Linked DNA regions of Gossypium hirsutum: region 2 is linked to region 1. Evidence: chromatin contacts called from public Hi-C data. All regions are on one chromosome and are shown on one strand. Each heading gives the region's core, a stretch centred on a gene start, on an enhancer-like site or on the middle of the called end of the contact. The rest is flanking DNA. Distances are from core to core; before and after follow the strand shown.

Region 1 (2,557 bases), core at 23-2,522:
TAAAAATATTTGTTTGTCTTTCTAAATTATTATTTTTTATTTTATATAGCTTAAAAATTACCGATAAAATTAAATTATTGATGGAAATCTCATACTTTAAAGAAAATATTTTTGATCTTTATTTTTAAACTTTATATAATTTATAAAAGTTATCTTGAATTCAGTCTAAACAACCACATGTCCAGAATTCATTTCAGCTTAAACTTTTAAATGATTTTTTTGATAATTTTTATGTTTTTAAAATTTAATATTTTTTAAAATTTGAACAATGTTTAAAAATTTATAATTTTAATGGACAAATGATTGTTCAAGAACTTGGACAATCGTTCTTGGACATCCATTTGTCAAGTTTCATTTTGAATATAAAAATTTTAAATAATTTTAAATAAATTTTTTTCGACATAGACCATCATGTCCGCGTCATTAATGGCCACGTCAATGATGTAATGGTCAAAACGAAAAATATTGGTTAAGGAACTTAATTGATATGATTTGAGAGTTTAGGTATTTAATTAAGTGCGTTTTTTTGCGAATAAGCTTAATTGATTTTTTTACCAAAGTTTGAAAACTCTTAAGTTTTTTTTAAACAATATATATTTGTGTTATTCAATTTTTAAAAAATGAAAAATAAAAAATAAAAAATTTTAAAAAAAGAAAAAGAAAATATAAATATAAATAAAAAATATTTTTAGAAATTAAATGGAACCCAAATTTTCGAAGTATAAAATATTTTCTTTTCAAATCTTGTACTATTAAGGAAAAATATATATTCAAACTTTGGAGACGATATTGTTGGGAGCAACCATATATCCCCGAAAAAATTAATCTTCATTAGTCATAAAACACAAACATGAAAAATACCTCAATTATAATTATTTTTCATTCAATACGTTAATATTTGATATATTATTATCATATTGGACCATCGGAGAAATCACATAATATTTATGATAAAATATTTATTTCATATCAATGCCAAATTTGATTACTTAAATAACAAGTAGTATCGTACTGATAAAAAAAAAACTAACTCGCAAGTAAAGCACCATGCATAAATATATTTCAAAGACACAAACATACATGTTAATCTTTCAGATATTGAATAAAGAAAATCTGGAAAATACTTAAAAAGAAAAAAATGAAAACCTGGAAAATATTCCAGGCCTAAATGTTTAAGTATTTAACAGAACAAATGCCCTCTAAAGCTTGGATCAATAAGCCAGTGAAATACAGGCCGCTAAGTCCGATCAGGAGCCCAGCGCCAGCCGAGCATCACAGGGGCTGAAAAAACGAAGGGGCCTTCAAATTTAAGGAGGGAAAGGAGCCGAGAAAGAGAAAAAAGGCGGCAAATTCTCCAACACTACCCTGTCATCTTTCTCAAACTAAATCATCTGCTGCTTCATCATTTTCTTTCATTATCCTACAAATTCAAAAAGAGGTTCGTTTCTCGATCCAGATCGTCCATTTGAATGTTTATCTTTCGTTTAAAATTGTCTAGTGTTTAAATAAAGTCGAGCTTTTTATTCCTGATATTTTCATGTGCCCTTAGATCTGCTGTTTCGATTAAAGAAAAATGAAACGCGGTTCGCTTTTTTTTCTTTCCATTCAAACTGTTATCCGGTGCAGCTTTCCTGCGCTTTTATCTCATTTCTCCCCCAGGTTTGCTACTGTTTAATTTAGCTATTTTGGGGAAAGAAGCATTTAACAATTATGATGAATTTTTCGATCTTGTCTATATTTTTTTCTGTAAAGAGCTTAAAGCGTTGATTCGTTCAGTATTTCTTTCCACGATTCAATATTGAGACATATAATTCTATGCTATTCGGTTTCTTGAGATAGAACGCATAACTGCTTGGATTTTTGCCGAACTTGAGCAAGGTAATTGGTAACGTTGAAACTCTAGAATATGAATTGGCATTTGAGATCATTACGCAATTGGAGTGTAATCGTTTTTTTTTCTGAGTTCTATCCGACATTCAGTTATTTTGGCCAAACTTGTTATATGCTATTTTAGAAATGTTGTATGTGTTGAATTTAAACCTCAAGCCTGATAGATGCTACTTTATTAAAAATAGTTGTATGAACTAGAAGTTACTTTATCAAAAACAGTTAGACTAATTCAGTCGAATTTTTGAATACTGTACGCTGATATTTTTTTGATAAAGATAATAATATGAACTAATTGAGCTAAACTTAAAACCCTAAATTCTGATACGCAGTTTCCTAGATTCCTTAGTTGTTTGCCAATCCGTCTCAACTGTAATTTCTGGGTGACATTCCCATATTAACAAGTTCTCATAATTTTTTCTGAGTTTATACTTCATCACTGTCTTTCCCAGATCACAAACTGGACCACCTTTTCATTCTGAACATTCCCGTAAGCTTCACTCGTTTTTCCTTTAATTGTTTATCAATTGTTAAGGGATAAAAGCATTTATGTCCGTGTGCACATTTAGAGGCTTGACGATGGCCTTGGCCGTATATTATTTTCATTGTAGGAAAAGTTTGGTCAATTAGCATTAGGCAGCGTTTGTTGAAGCTGATCTCTGAAGAATTG
Region 2 (2,557 bases), core at 29-2,528, 37 kb before region 1:
TATTTTAGATGCTGTGTAGCTAATATAGTCCCACTTTACCCACATTAACAATACATAACATAGGTATAAATGCATTCACCAAACATCAGAACAACCGAAAAGTACTGTCAGCATCAACCTTACTTTTTACATCCTATCATCTGCATGGGTTCATAATAAGAGGAAAGAAATCACATACATAGTATGATATATTTTGCAAAATCACAGTATATCTTCAAAATCATCTAAAAACTAAATCCATTCACTGAGAGAACTATTTTATTCACCTAGGCATCTTTCTTCGAGCTACTAGCCTTAGTGAGCCGCTGAGCGTCAAATCCATTTCAAGAAATTCATAAGAGTTACGAACAAGGAAATTTACACGAAAACGTACCCAGAACCGATGAGAAACTGTCTCAGCAGAGCCTGAGCTACCTGCCCGAATTGCGGAATCATCCGGAACTGGATCTAAAAAATTCGGATCATCAGCACAGGTAGCTTCCGAGGAAAGCCTCAAAGCCAACGCCAACTGCAACTGATAACTCTCCTCCGTTTGCTGCGCCCAGCTTTTCCCCGATGAACCGCCAACTTTCGCTCTCATATCCACATGCCTAAAGCACTCATCATAACCGTACATGAATGCACTGATCTCGTTCACAGCTGTCGTAGAAATGGTCGGCGCATAATAATCTCCCGATAACGAGCTCTCGCCGAAGCTGCTCCCGCTCGATTGACGTTGCGTCACAATCGACGAAGCATAAGTATTCCCAACTCCTCCGCCACCGCCGCCGCCAATTCGACTCGTTTGCTGCTGGTTCTGGCTCTGATTCTGATCCCAATCGATTAAACCCGGTTTCACTTTGCTATTCTTATTACTTGAGACCTCGCTCGAAAGCGAGTCGTAATATGGCGGTGGAGCTCCTGATATGGACACGGAGTACTGGTCGTCTGGATACTGGGTAAGGGGAGAGTAGTAGGATCTTCGACCGGGCATTTCCATTGATAATCACTAAAGCAATCGATGATCACAAAACCCTAGAAGCCCTACGAATCGCCATTGTTGAATATTTCAGGCTTTTTAGCTTTGCTATCTCTCTAATTTTTCTTTTTTCTTTCCTTTTTTTGGTAGACCTCAGTGAGTTAATTTTTTTCTCTCTTTCTAGAATTCGATTGTCCGAAAGAGAAAGAAACAGAAAACGATACCAGTTTTATCGGTTGGCGTAATCGTAATATTCTCATCGTTTCTTTCTTTTTCCTTTCAGGAAAAGTCTGAAAAGTGGGATTTATGGTCAAACGTTCATTGGATGATTTTCATTTACTCTTTTTCCTTTTCTAATTTTCCAAATATAAAAGATAAAATATTATATTTTCCTGTTTCGGTTTGTTTGGCTGGCTCGATTGCTACTGCCTGCTCCAACATTCCTTATTCCGAAAAGGAATTGGATAACTTAACTAATTAGCACGTGAGTTCACGCACCTGTGCCCCAGTGAACTGGCTTTTATTTCTCTTTAATTCAGAATTTAATTTTTTATTATTTTAAGAATTTAATTTCTATAATTTTTTATTAATCTATGATTCTTAACCTCACTTTAAATCTTTTTGTCAATTTTATTAACAATATTTAATTGATAAGTAAATAAGAAATAAGTGGGAATTAATTTGAGATCACCCTAGTGTTATGGGTCAAAACAATCATGTTAACACCTCTTTATAGAAATCAATTTAATTTCAATAATCTATACAAATTTTCTCTTTATTTTGAGTTGGGGAATAATAGTTTTAACACGACTCATTTATTTATCTGTGAATCTATATTTATTTATATATTTTGCTTTTAACTTAAAATTTTTTATCTTCTCTTTATGTCTTATTATGTGCCCCGTTAATCTTTTTTGACACATATATTAAACTATTTTTTAACCACCATTTATTTTCGTTAACGTTAGTATCTTTTTTCTTTTCACTTTACATTAAACTAACAAAACAATAAAAACCCCCAAAAAACAAAAAGAAATGAAATCTAAAGAACAAAGGATATTAATGGTGAAATCTACATCCTATCATAAGTTTCTTAATTTTTGAGGTTTTTACTTACTCTGATTCTCTCAATCACCACTTATTAAATTTCGCTCTTTCAAGTCGCTTCAAATTAATAATATTAAATTCACCCTTCAACAGAGTCACCCTGGACTTTGAGGTGTTGAAGTTTACAAATTTGAGCAATGTATTTATTACCACCATCCTATATCACTTCCCAATCAAAATCTTTCAGTTCTCCATTTGTGGAAAATCCTTTCCCAGCATCAACCTCCCTTAGAAAATATGCTTCCCTATAGTTATCAAGAGACATGGAAGTCTACTCCAATGCCATTAACAATTATACGAACAATCCTTTCGGCCCCCGCTAAAACACCTTGAAGCTTCCCAAACCGAACATAACATGGCGTGCTTCGAAATGTCCCTCTTGTTGCATAACAACAATCACATCAATAGCTCCACCAAAAAGGTGGTAAGGGGTAGCAACAACATATACACATTGTGAAATTAAACTCCCAACTTTCCAACTGCATTTATTTG

What was found. A called contact is a pair of places that touch in the nucleus more often than the background predicts.
Region 2: a contact with region 1 is called in a Hi-C map of leaf, with 2.3 times the contacts expected there. The contact joins the promoter of LOC107889566 here to the enhancer-like site in region 1. A contact is called at or near these places in 4 of 34 Hi-C or Micro-C datasets (anther, callus and leaf).

What each region holds. Positions count from the first base shown.
Region 1 is chrA09:73,051,411-73,053,967 of Gossypium_hirsutum_v2.1, reverse strand. LOC107889568 (protein ROS1A) reads right to left here. Exons shown (of 21, transcript XM_016814044.2): 21 at 2,548-2,557. Among protein-coding and RNA genes, the nearest start is that of LOC107889567, 9.0 kb to the left of the region's middle. Within about 2 kb of position 1,272, at least 3 of the 9 cell types and tissues checked have an H3K27ac peak or open chromatin away from gene starts, as enhancers often do. A contact at or near this core is called in leaf, where this site is marked.
Region 2 is chrA09:73,087,981-73,090,537 of Gossypium_hirsutum_v2.1, reverse strand. LOC107889566 (serine/threonine-protein kinase CTR1) reads right to left here and starts at 1,278. Exons shown (of 17, transcript XM_041076665.1): 1 at 374-1,278. The coding sequence starts at 979.